2 separate regions of the Oryza sativa genome follow, and region 2 is linked to region 1. Evidence: chromatin contacts called from public ChIA-PET data. All regions are on one chromosome and are shown on one strand. Each heading gives the region's core, a stretch centred on a gene start, on an enhancer-like site or on the middle of the called end of the contact. The rest is flanking DNA. Distances are from core to core; before and after follow the strand shown. Region 1 holds the start of LOC4323906 (probable hexosyltransferase MUCI70). Region 2 holds the start of LOC4323909.

What was found. ChIA-PET counts read pairs in DNA pulled down with a chosen protein or histone mark.
Region 2: an H3K9ac ChIA-PET map of seedling shows a contact between it and region 1, with 4 times the contacts expected there. The contact joins the promoter of LOC4323909 here to the promoter of LOC4323906 in region 1. A contact is called at or near these places in 2 of 4 datasets of contacts at active chromatin or transcription factors (leaf and seedling).

Annotation. Positions count from the first base shown.
Region 1 is chr1:11,295,189-11,302,259 of ASM3414082v1, reverse strand. LOC4323906 (probable hexosyltransferase MUCI70) reads right to left here and starts at 3,239. Exons shown (of 9, transcript XM_015769895.3): 1 at 2,364-3,239; 2 at 512-808; 3 at 218-431; 4 at 1-94. The coding sequence starts at 2,637.
Region 2 is chr1:11,339,428-11,346,498 of ASM3414082v1, reverse strand. It overlaps LOC4323909, which reads right to left and starts at 3,101. Exons shown (of 6, transcript XM_066308917.1): 1 at 2,889-3,101; 2 at 914-970; 3 at 733-780; 4 at 547-603; 5 at 6-109. The coding sequence starts at 2,936. The coding sequence ends at 47.

The DNA of each region.
Region 1 (7,071 bases), core at 1,990-4,489:
AACAACTATCCCCTGGCACTGCCACATCTCAGAAAGATCAGCTCTATCTATATCGAACCCAGTATTGACACCGGGTATCTTCCCTCTCGCAAATCTGAAAAATGCAGTAAAGTTCAGTTACATTGTAAACTATTAAAATGCATTAATATTTGTACTTCTGTAGATAGTTATCATATAGATGTGCAGAAGCTAAAGCAGATGAGCTATGTAAACATACCCACAATGAACCGTCATTGAGTCTTTTATGTCATAAGACTTGTCTCGCTCTTCCAATGATGGATAACCTCCAAACAAAGAACCGTGGTTTGACTCTTTTGAAATCAAATTATCACCAGACAAATAATTTAAGCTTCGAAGGACTGGTGATGCTGATGGTGCACCTGGCATCAATGCCAGGGCCTGCTCAACAGGCACATAACAAACAGGACATGCTACAAATGTACAAAATATTACAGTTAGATTGAAGCACTTCTGTAACTCTGAATTTAATTAGTCAAAATGATAAACTTACGCCGTGGTCCAGTGCGTTTCCTGTCAATAGGTGGAGGAAAAAATGAGAAATTTTCACAAGGGTGGTGCTCCAGTACAATAGATGGCGGGAAGCTCCATGAGAGACCCTGAAGTTTTTTATGACTACTGTCAGAGTCAGACTGTTTTTCTGTCTGTGATGCTGTATTCAAACCATTCCCATTCAAAGAATCTCCCTGGGTTATTGGTCTACCCGAAGATGTCCAAACAGGATTCACAAAGCTCCGGACTTGATCAGAAATTCCAAGCATGGTTTCAATACCAGGTGGTGCATCTTCATCTAGCATAGGCCACGATGAGATTTCATAGTTCAGTATTATAAGAAATATATGAAAGTGAAAGCACAAAAATTAGCCAGAAAAACTATACTTAATGTTAAAGATGGCATCTTACTTTAGTAGGCTTTTGAATAGCACATAAGTTCAATCTTGTTAGTACAACAAAAAGAAAATAGCTTACACTGTTTGACCCATGCAGCATGAGAAAAAAACATATCATGATTACACATTAGATATTCGGTAGAACCACCAATATCAACATGGATAGATTCATGCGACGGATGTACGTTAATTGTTGTAAGCCATGAGTAACGCCATTAGAATAGAAGACAGTTGCCTTGTTTTAATTAGTATTAGAGAGAAATTAGCAATTATACCTTATTGCAGAAAAGGCGGCCATTTTTTATTTCACATATTTGTAACATAGATGGAATAGGCGAATCAAAACTAGAGGCTAAATGCTGTTGACATATAAAATGAGGCACTACTCAACATATTTGAAAGGGCACACATGTCAAGTTATCAAACAGTAATTTGGGAATGGACAGAACACTAACTATTATAGCTTTGTCAAAGATTCCCAACCCATGATGTATGAACAACATGTGAGGGATCTAGTATTGTAGTCCGTCAACATGCCCTAATTAAGATATTGACTGAAATGGCTAGATGCAAACTGAAACAAAGTTTATTATTATTTTAATCATGAAAAAAAATGTGCAGATTGACTGCAGGATAAAATTAAAGGGCTAAGAATCACAAATACATTAATCAGGAAAAATCAAACAAGATGCATAGTAAGAGAAGTAGCAGACTAGTTGCTAACATAAGCATGCATTTGACCAAATGATCAAGCAAATAAAATATTCTAGCAACACCACAATTCTACAATGCCAGTACTAGAAAGGCATCAAATGTTGACAGATTTATCAACACTAATGTCTCTCATTGCGAGGTATGCACTTTCATAAATATCTAAGTCACAGTAAATACACCTACCACCATACATCCCAATAAAATATGAAACACAGTTCCACAGTTCCATAATTAGATAAGTGCCTGTTGTAGCCAAATATAAAACCAAGGACTCAAAACTTGGGTCACTACTCAATACTATTATTTAATGTTTATAATATAGCAATCCATTTTTTATGCATCACAACAGTCAGCTATGATGCAAATTGAAGAATGCAAGTAAACAAGGTCAAGGGGATCAAATGCTTACACAATAAAAAATCATGTTGACTTAAAAAAGGCAATGAGAGCCAACACCAATGTAGGAGTAGTAGATAGTACATCCTGCCTTTTTATTTTGCCATTACTAAAGATGTTGATCGCGATTTCACTTCACTAGAGCATTTGTACTTGTCAACTACACATAATAACACTTCCTAATATCCTATAATAACCATGTAAAATAACTAAAATTCATAAAAGCCAGATGCTTGTACATGTATGATGATGCAAGTTGCATTACATCATTTGAGTGCATAACAAAATATTTGGTCTGATAGTCACACAGGCTAATAAGAAAACATGGAGTAAGATAGGCTGTACCTTTACTGACGAGTGATGAGAAGAGGAAGCAGAAGAGCACGGCAGCGGCGACGAGGAGGAGGAGGAGCATCCGCCGGCGGCGGCTGGTGAGCTTGCAGATCCGGGCGAAGAGGAGGCCTCGGCCTCCAGCGCCCGCCCCTCCGAAGGACATCTTCCCGGCCTTCCTCGCGGCGAGCGGCGGAGACGGCGCCGGCGCCGGCGACTGGCCGTTGGACTGCTGCAAGGATCCATAGCTCCCGGACGACCTGAGCCCCAGCGACGCGACGCCGCTCATGCCGCCGCCGCCTTCGAGGCCACGGCGCCAGCTCTCATCGCCCCCACCCCCCAAGTCTCTGGCTGTGGCGGGCAGCGCGGATCACAGGCCTCACCACCAACCCACCACCACCAACCCCCTCCCCAATGGCCGGTCGATCCAATGCCGCGACTAGCACCAGTACCCCCAACAGTGGAAGCTGCAATCCGTACGGGGGGAAAAAATCTCGTCGCCCCCTGTGGTTTTTGAAATGGAACAGCGCGAATTCGCGGAAGGAAATAGCACCGGTGAGATCCCCCCCAAACCAAAAACGGCCCAAAATCTCGGACCGCGCGATTGGGCAAAGGCAGCACCGACCCGAGACCGAGATCTACCGATTCGGAGCAAAAACTGGGGCACGAATTTGGCGAATGCGGGTGGATCGAGGAGGTGTGCGATTCGAGCGGACGAGAGCCACGTACACACACAGAGCGAGAGAGGATGCGCGTACGGTCGTTCACCGGAGAGGATGCGGCAGGACGCCGGCACAGCCGCTCGCGGTGATGGAGATCGGTGGCGGTGGCGGCGGCGGCGGCGCGGCGGGATTGGGGATTGGAGGGGACGAGACGGGGAGGGAGAGAGAGAGAGAGAGAGATCGTTGGTGTGAGATAAATTTTTGAAATTTTCCGGGGGGGGGGGGTGGTGGTTGCAGAAACCGTGGGTGGGATTGATGAGCTCCGGAAATGGAAAGGGGGAGGAGAGCGCGGCGTGGAGTGCGACGGGGAGGGGGGGAGGAGGTTGGCTGGTTTGCGGTGTGGAGTACTACCAGTAGTACGGCCGTGCACGAGGGGAAGAGGTGAAGAAAGAAGAAGGACTAGGGCAATTACTATAATGCTTAATGTGTTGTCTCTAAAAATATCATGTAGAATTAGATGATAAGGTGGAAGTAATAATTGAGGAAAGAGAATGTGAGCCACCTCTTATGCAAGGGGCAATCTCCACACAAACCCCAAGAAAAATGAGATGAAAGAAAGAGGGGATTGGACAAACAAATAAAATAAAATTATTTGGGTTATAATGATAGGGGTGATGTAGATGTGGTGTATTGTATATATCACCTCTTATCTTACATGGATAAAATTAGACGTGACAACTACCCGTAGTATAAAACTTGCCCTTAGAGGAGATGGCAGTATCAAAATTCGGGCATTATTAGCACTAAGGCCATTCACAACCCAATGACTAGGATGGTGTTCATAGCATTAAATAGACTGTCATCTAGGATGGAAAATGATGTGACGAGTGAATAAATGAGGAAAGAGAAGGAAACCATGTCTTGCATGAGACATTGTTTCTACACAACATCCAAGATATCATGTGAGATAAATAGCATTAAATTTAAGTATGGATAGTGGTGTTTGCATTAAAAGAGTAGTATCTGTTTTGGGTTGGAAATTGCCTAATGCAGTCTGCCAAAATTCTGATTAATGAGTGATGACTGAGCTAATCCACTTGTAATAGTATATAATTATGTGTTCTTCTCATATGGGAGGCAACCATATATATGTAAATCTATATATCTTCCTAATCTACCGTAATAAAACTTGACTATACGTACGACCCTATCTCTTCAATCTGCATACGACGCGTATAAACTTGCATTTAACTAGACCCATATAAATAATACTGTAACAAGCTTTGTGATTGGTTGATTCTGTGCGATTATTTGTGAGTCGGATGGATGTATAGCGATCCTATAAAACTGATTAATCGCCCTAGTCTTGTAATGCTCTTCTTCTCTCTTATGTTCCACTTGTCCGAACCTTGCTCCCTAGCGATCGCAGGTACTGTTTGATAAGTGATAACTGACGAAATTTAGATTGTTTTGGCAAAAAAATAAATTTCGGTTTATTCTTTTTCAGATTGATCAGTTCGTCAATGCAAAATTGATTCGGGGTAGCCGATAAACCGAGCGGCTATTATCGGTTTTTCAAACCTTGCTTTCTGAGGCGCTTAATTCAATCACTGATTTATTTTTATTTTTTTGCAGGGAATTCAATCACTGATTTGCTGTCGTATTCATGTCGTAAAAACAACATCCATGTCGTAAAAAAAGAGCAAACGTATATTACGTATCATAACGAAATTCCAGCACACAAATTGCACTAATTAAATGACTTACTGTCATTTTTTTCCAGATTTATTTATGTGTGAATAAGGCACTTCCCTCAACTCTCAACTTCACATCACATCACATCATATCACATTACATCTAAAACTTTTCTACATACATAAACTTCTAATTTTTTTTCCGAACTACCAACTTTCCTCAAATTTCTTCCAATTTCAGAAAGTAAACACAGTCTAAAAATTATTTTTGTTATTTTCATCGTGTGTGCGAAGCTGACAGTTAGTACTTAACTTTTCCTTTAGAGACAGCCAGACAGGCGTGATTAACCTATCATTACAGCATCAATCACAACATTTGAGCGCCGGTAGGTTGGGCATTGTGGGTCCGCCGAAGTACACACCGCGCCCACCATGAACCCGAACTAGAAAAGTTCACCGATCAGCTAGTCACGTCGCAGTAGCATCTCAACAACCAAAAAAAAAGCAAGTAGAATCAAGTGGAGAATGTTCAACGGAGTACAATTTTTTTACTTCTCATGAAAAATCCATCGTTTTCTGCTCCATTCGTTCCAAAATAAAAAAACCTAGAATTAAATTAGATACTATAAACTATCATATCCGAATTCGTAGTATTAGGTCATATCTAATCTAGTTCTATATTTCTATATTTTAGGATGGATAGAATGCATTGTAAAGTCTCAGAAGCAATGAGTTGAATTTATATGTGATTTCCAAGTATTTTTACAGTTTTATATTATATATATCCCTGATATATTACGGAAATGTATGTTGCACGTACACTATTGCTATTACACAGAAATCATCAGTTCTATGATATATTGCAATTTGGGTCTAATAAGTACATTTTGCTTGGGAGAATAATACACATCTTGTTGAACTAAGACTATTGGAACGGATTGTCCACCCAAGCAAAATATAGAGTAAATTGCGTTGACGGTACTAGAACTTGGCAGATGGGTACGATTAGGTGCAAAAACTTAAAAACCGAGCGTAGTGGTACAATAATTTGGCTAGGTGGGTACGCTCATGGTGCAAAAGTTGCCACGCCATTGTTCCACCTCAGCGAAAGTGCCACATTAGTATTGACCATCTCATTTTACAGAAAATTCCTTAGTAACTTTTATTTTCCAATTACTTCTTCAGATGTATATGTTTTCCCATTGTTTGGTAGAAAGATTGGAAAGATCTAGAGGCCCCGCCGCGCCAAGGCCTCGCCACCGCCGGCCGCGGCGTCGACGGAGCAGCCTGAGGCCACCGAGCAGGCGACCTCGACGTCCTACGGGTTCGGCAACACCGGTGGCACCATGACCAGCGCCGCGTTCGCTGCTGGCTCCTTCCTTCCACATTCGCTGGGCGCAGATTGAGTCTCCGACAACAACGTCAAGTCCCTGTTCCCCGCCTCGTCCACAGCCAGCGGCGCCGCCTCCGCCGGACACGACGAGTACAGGGGATCCCCGCCAGACCTCCTGTCGCGCACGACAAGCAACCAGCAGCCGCAGGAGCTATGCCTCAATCTGGTGAGCTATTTTGGAACTGACGATGTGCCAATTCTCTGTGTTGGCTGTGTTGGCTGATGTCTTTGGAGTAGCTGCCTCTGCAGGGGTTTGGATGTTTTGCAATACATGTCTTTGGAGTAGCTGCCTCCGCCGTCACCGCCGCGTCACCACCAGCACAACCATCTCTCGATCAGCGCCGCGTCACCACCAGCACAACCATCTCTCAATCAGGATCATGTAAAGAAAGATGAAAGGAGATATGTGTATGTCAAGAAATCATATTAGGGGGGTTTCTATAAAATGAGATAGGACTTAGCCGATGCAGCAATTCTGCTAAGGTGGAATAGTAACGTGGCAATTTTAAGTTTACGTGGCAATTTTTGCACCATGAGCGCACCCACCTAGCCAAGTTATTATACCACTACGCTCTGTTTTCAAGTTTTTGCACCTAATCACACCCACCTGCCAAGTTCTTGTACTGTCAACGCAATTTACTCCAAAATATTTGATATTTTGCATTTTGAGTCCAACAAGTACATTTTCAGCTTTTATTTATTGGATTATTGAAACAATTTTTTTACTCTACTCTTGAAAAAAAATTTCTATTGTGTTTCTTAGATCCACTTGTTTTAGATATTCGTTAAATTGATTTTAAAATATTTAATTTATTCTTACATTTCAATTGATAATCTGCGACAACATATATATACTCAACAATCTATCTCAAACAGGACAGTAGTCACATGTTTAAATGGCGTATTTCGGTGTCTCTCTTTCTTCCTGTGTGGCCTCGCTTCAATAGTACTAATACTAACAGTATTATTTGTCT
Region 2 (7,071 bases), core at 1,852-4,351, 44 kb before region 1:
CTCACAAATGTAAACATGTAGTGCTGACTGCTGAGATTGGAGCACACTATTCCGTCGCGCCTGACGTGCACGCAGGCCTTCGTGGAGGAAGCTGGGGATATGCCGTGCGCTTCAGAGATGAACAGAACAACAGAAAACAAATAAGTCAAAATCTCGATTGTGCAGTGTGTAACTGTGCACAGATTTTTTTTTTGGGATATGCAAAAGGCTTGTGTATAATTTGCCTTGTATTAGGATAGAAAGATGTATACACCACTTTGAAAGCTGTAAAAAAGAACTGAACCGAAAAGGAAACAAAAGGAAAAAAAAGAAGTGTGCACAGATTGTATATTGATTGGGAGATGATAATTTCACACTTGGTTAATGCATTTTTCAAGGTGGAATTTTTTTTTAAAAAAAAGATAGGTTTCTTTCATAGGAAGTAGAATGTTCAGAGGATCCATCACTGTTGCTTACACAATGAACAAGCAAAAGTACTATCGTTTGTCATGGATGCCCAATTGTCATAAATCTACTCTTTGTGCCATATACAATCCAATCATATACCTGCAACTTGGGTTTCAGGGGCTCGGTTGTGCCTTTTGTGCTGTTGCTTGCGCCTTGCTGCAGAAATAGGTAGCACTGAATTTTGAATATAGTGGTAAAAGGTTGTAACTTGGTTGCAACATAAAATCCAATTATTTTCATTTTACTCCCTGAAAAACATGTGCATTTCTTGGTTTTCTGTATTACCTTGCCAAGTGCCCAATCGGCGGAATCGAAATAGGCACGCTCATGGTCCTGGAAAGTGTTTGCAGCAAGGAAACATCAGTTAAGTCAAAATTTCCTTTTTTCACATTGTAATTGTAAGTTTGTTCTTGGAAGATTCGTTGCTAATCAACAAGCATGTTGCATAAGCATTATATCAACATACCTTATTAATGAGAGGTTTCTTTGGAGAAATTCCTCCATATTTGTTCTGGGACGATCCCTGGAAACAATTCAGACTTCAGTTTAGAAAAGCATAAATACAAAGGGACAGCAAAACTTCAGACATGCGTAAGCACTAAGCAGTGGTATTCAGAATTTCAGATTTACACTTGTGCGGAACCACAGGCTAAATGGTTAGTTGAACATCACATCAACAACTTGCACTACATATGAATCATGGAGTAAAGGTATCCCACTCCTGAACTCCAATGAGCAGTGTCTTAATTAGGTCACATGTTAGAAATATGCAACAGGCACAGCAGTTGACAGTGTTAGGAAAGGATCAAGCTGACCAACTTTTCCCCAAGTTGTAGTGCTCAAGTATTTCCAGCCACACTGACCAATCAGGATGCATCCAGCCAACTAGTGCTTCTGTTATATCCATTTCATTAAATGGCACTGTATTTGTTGAGGACAAAGATGTGCTACCTGCAATCGATTGCCATCTTTGATGGCTGCCTCATAGAAGGTTGGATCCTGATTGAGTGATATTTGCATGAAGGTTGATAATCATAGAATTTTTTAAAGAACCTTTCTTTTGATAAATAAGGGCAACGAAACTGTCACATCTTCTAGTGTGAGGATAGGTAAATGTCAGATTTCAGAAAAGAGACACTTTCTTCACTTTAATATCATATTGTTTTGTGCACATGTTTCTTGTTAGAGAAAATTGTCGGTCAAGGTATTCTGCACAAGCTTTAATTTTCTTTTCAAATAAAAGAAAGATAAGGTAATATTTGTCAAGTATTTCTCATAGTTCAGCACACTATATGCTCACCCATATATAAGAAAGAATAATGGTGATTAGTTCACACAGTCAGTCAATCTAAGTAACATATATATAGTGAAAATATAAGGAGATACCAAACTTTGACCATAATTCTGAAGTCAAAATAAACAACTCAATATAAAGGAAATATTCTATATACTTCACGTTTCAAAGATATATCACAATTTATCTCACGAAAAGGCGCCTATTGATTTGACTCTTATAGATATAGTACATGGACCTGGGATACCGGTCGGCAGCTGTTCAATTCAGCTGCACGACTTGAGGACCAAATTTACCGAGAAATAAAGACAATATATGTGGCACAAGTTGACCAAAAGAAAGTCTAGTACTTGAAGGCATAATAACTAGCCACGGAATATCCTATTTGATTTTTTTTTTTACTTGGATGAACGGAGCCCCCACGTTTTGAAAATTTGGCTGTTCTTGTTTCTCATGAAAGCAACAAACGGCGAGACCAAATTGGCCTCCTCTACTTCCCTCTGATTTGGTTTCCAAGTCGGTATAATTGTATTGTTGGGTTCCTTTCCCTGACCTGAGTTTTCAAATGCCACGTGACGTTCACGGTGACTTGGTGTTGTTTCCATCCCAAAATCAACGCCGGGAAACGGTGGCGGCAGATAAGAAAATTTTGAACTATATAGTATACTTCGAAAGAGATAAAGAGAGAAAGAAATTTGAACTCTAAACAAGAGTAATATATTTCAGAAACTCTTGTTAACGTTTTGATTAATAACTGTAAGTGCTCTAAATTCTTCGGTCTAAGTTGCTAGAGTTTTGGCCATGTAACGGAGATCATTTTAAGAGACTCTTTCTAATTGCTAATGCCCACCTGAATATTGGTTGAGAGTTATGAACGGAAATATTTACTGCCATTAACAAATGCATTTGTCTAGCGAAACACTTCACCAGAGGCATAATATAAATACTCCTCTCGATCACCAAAGCTATATTCGCATACGAGAAATAGAGGGAAATGAAACAGAAAAAAAAGAAAGAAAACTTCAGTTCGTTGGCGATAACCGAAAGCAAGAAATGTTCATGCCATGGTAGGCTGATCATGGTAAAGTCGAGGAGAGGCACGGAGACAACACAGAGAATTAGATGAATAGTAGATGAGTATGCATACCTCCTCCCTCTGTGTCGCTGCTCTGTTGTCTTCGCCGAAGCTTGCCATCTCCCCGAGCGCGAGAGTAGTCCAACCACCGGCGTTGTTCGTCCTCTGAACCCTAACAACAGAAGCAGAGGAAGAGAGCAGGGGGATCGATGGAGCAAACTAATAAAAGAACTCACGGGAACGAGCTCGAAGACTCGATCGGTGTTTTGTTTATCTGCGTCGACCACTCGACCGCGCGCGACCGAGCAAGATATAGGAGAGGAGAGGAGAGGAGAGGAGGTTGGTGAGACGCAGGCAGAAAAGAGGAGGAGAGACGGACGCGATATCACGTATTCACGTTACGTACGCAGGGCGCAGCGAGCCAAGGGTGGGCAAGGCGAAGGCAAAAGCCGTGACGGCGAGATATTCTTCGGCTCGCTCACGCGGGCAGCGCAGCGCAGCGCGCGGGGACTCTGTCAACGGAGGGGGCACGCACGCACACGCACACGGGCGGGTGGGCAGCTGAGCTGAACAGATGGATGGATGGAGGTCGGTTTCGAGGAAGTTGGGCGCGCGGGCGAGGTCGTGTTCCGCGCGGGAGATGGAGAGGAGACGGGCATGCAGGTGGCGTGGTCCGCGCGGGACGCGGCCGACAAGTGGCCGATGGTGTGGGTGCCCGTCCGCGTGGCGGCCGGATGGGCGCGCGGCTCCTCCTGGGAGAGGGTGGGATGAACCGGACGGTTGGGCTTATCACTTTGCCGTGCGTGATGATAGTAGTAGTATCTCTGGGTTATGTATGTACTATGCATGTTATGAAACCGATCTTTTTAAAGGAGTCGGATTTGTAGGACCGTGATCGTGAGGATCACGGTACCTCCTCCTTCTATTCTTCTATTTCCTTATTAATGAAGTGGACTTATACCAAATATATATGTATGTATCCATATAGGACATCCTATTGTGGGTATAAATACAATAGTGAGATTGAGGGCAAAGTAATACTTGTAACAGAGAGAGAAACATCAATAAAGTTGATTGCCCTCCACTTTCGTGTCCGTGTGTTCGTGTGTGCTTGTTCGATTGTTGACAACGTGAATTCTAACACGTTATTAGCACGAGGTGCTCTTCAGCCAAGGTATATTGTCAACATCGATCTGTCCTAATCTCGTTCTATAGGGATAACGATAAACTTGCTAGATCGTTTTCTGTTTTTTTTTCTCCGCTAATCGTTCGATCGATGGGTTGTACTACGTGGATTTGTCCCTTATGGCGCACGTAGCAGGAGAGTTTGTGGCTCTCCACCCCATGCGCGACAGGCGTATGGGGTTATCCCTTGTACAACCGATCTATCGAACGAGAAGCGGTTATCGCTATAGTCCGATTAGATATGTTCCCAGCCTTTGCGCTGGGTTTCTTTTCTTGCAAACAAATACACGGATACCGTACGCCCTAGACGCGCGAACGGATCAGACAAGCCGCCACAAGAACGACGGTTTAGAACTAGTGATGCCTCAGGGCGACGCTACGTTCAGGGTGTAATCGCGATGCACATGAGAAGAATCGCGTACCTGGCTAACGTGATTGCCGATTCTGAACGAATCGGCCCAAATCCTCATGCCAGCGCCGCCGTCCTCCTGAAGTTGACGACGACGAAACCGAGTCAATGACGCTAGCATGCGCCATCGTGCGCTCGCCGCCGCCAGCACGCGTCGCCGGCCACCCCCTTCACCGATGGCCGCAGAATCGTGCCATCGGCTTTCCGTCGTCGGTTCGCCCTTGAAAAGCCAGCCGACGGGTCTTCAATTGACCGCCTGCACTCGCCGTCAACGGCCGCCGCCCGCAGAGACGCTGAGGAGACCACGCCCGCATCCCCCCGCCGCCGGCGCGCACGGCACGCCTCCCGCGCTACCGCACGCGACTGGGACGGGGGTCGAAGCCGCCGCGGCCTCCCGCCGCCGATAGCCGTCCGCCTCGCCGGCCCGCATGCCGAGCCAAATTCCGCCGGCGCACAGCAAGGAGCTGCGCTTGCCGGACGCCGGATACGGCCCGTAGCCAACCACGCCGGCGTCGGTGCTACTTGTAGCCTCACCACCGCTCCGCCTCTATCGTCGACCCCGCCGCGCCGACGAGCCCCGTCAACCTCGCCGCCTCGCCCGCATGAGCCGCCGGGATACCCGCCACCGCCATCGAATCGGTGGAATTGGGGGCTAGGGTTTCAACCCTAGCCACCCAATTGGATAAGGTGCGGCGCCCTTGTTGGGCCGCATATGGGCCAAGGCCATTAGCAGGCCGACGGTCCCGACGGGCCGGTTAACCTTTGAATAGCCGGTACATAGAGGTGGGCCGAGTATAAATTAGGCCTATAAAAGGAGTCGGGCTCGAATCGAAAGTTGGCCCGAAAAAAGCAAACTTCTGAATATGTCCTTCAATTTTCAGGATACACGCGGATTTGGAATTTTAGCGGAATAGTCCCTCGGGATCATAGAAATTACAGAGAATATCACTTTTTTTTTGTTATTCCGTACTTTCGATTTTCTGTATATTAACTGTTTATTAGTTAATTTTTGAATCAACCATAGAATCCTAGAGACATGGTTTTTAGGAAATGAGCTCTCATAATTTGAAATTTAGTACACACCAGAGAGCATCATATTTATGGTTTATTTTCCTAGCTGTTTTATTTTTTTCAGGATACTATTTAATGGGTTAGTAATTCAGTAATTACTTTGGTACCTAAATAAATAGTACAACAATTCTGAGAAATGTTGGGAGAATTATGGGAATATATTGACACAGTACTAAATTTGGATAACCAAACAATTTACTATTTGCACACTTGTCATGCTCTTACTTGCAGTACTTATTGAATTTTGCATGACTAATGTAGGAAAATGACTTATATTGCTAAGAGAGATTTTGCTGAACTAGCAGTCAGCGGCAAGAATTACTTGACATGGGCACTAGATACCAAATCATGCTTGGTGCTAAGAAACTCCTGAACTGCATTCAGGACCCAACTATTGCAACATCAGCTGGAGGAGTTAATAATTTACCAACTTCAGCCGAGAAAAATCAGGCACTGCATTTCCTGAGGCACCATTTGAATACTACTCTCAAGAATGAGTATATGACTGAGGAAGATCCGAAGGTCCTTTGGGACTCACTGAAGGATCGCTATGGCCATCAAGTAAAGGCTTTGCTCCCAAAAGCAAAACGTGAGTGGCTTCACTTACGTTTCCAGGATTACAAATCTGTGGAGCAATATAACTCAGTTCTTCACCGCATTGTCACTTGTCTTAAGCTATGTGGAGAGAAAATCACTGATGCTGACATGATAGACAAAACTTTGTCCACCTTCCATGCCAATCATGTGAATATTCAGAGGCAATACTGCCAGGCTAAATACGAGAAGTATTCTGAACTGGTCTTCGTGCTCATGGAAGCGCAAGGAGAAGATGAGACACTTGTTGAAAATCATACGTCTCGCCCCACTGGAAGTTCAGCAGCACCCGAAGCAAATGCTAGCTCCTTTAAGAAGGGGAAAAACCAAAATAACCAGAACAAAGGGAAGAATTTCTGGAAAAATGGTGGCAAAGTTAACAAGATGTCTTTCAAGAAGAAAGGAAATCAGAACAGTAAGTCTAAGAAGGGCTCTACTAGTGGTGAATATGGAAAGCAAGATCAGGTATGCTTCAAGTGTGGCACTAGGGGACACTGGTCTCGCATTTGCCGCACCCCTAATCATCTCATTGAGCTTTATCAAGAGAAGCACAGGAAGAAGAAGTCAGAGCATGAGTCACACTTCACTGTTGAGATCCAGAACTCAGAGGAGAAGATGGCTGCCATGCATATCGACAAGAAGGTCGACGAGAAGGCAGTGGTTGCAATGCACATCGATGATAAGATGGAACAGAATGCAGCAGACGCAGAGCTGAAGCTCTCAGATGATCTCATGGACTATGATCAGTTATATGGGGACATTTAAGTCTTCCAATTTGTATCTTAGCTTCCTGCATTACAAGTTACTTTAAATTTTAGACTATGTAATAGACTAAAGTTAGGTGATTTTTCAAGTGTGCATTTAGTTTGTGTTCCTAGCAGAACTATAGTTTCTGTAAGCTCCTTTAGAGCATGGTTATCTTAATAATTGAGTGAACTCTTTTAGTTTAATATATTCTCCAGATTTTTATTTTTCTTTCTTAAAGTGTTATTTTTA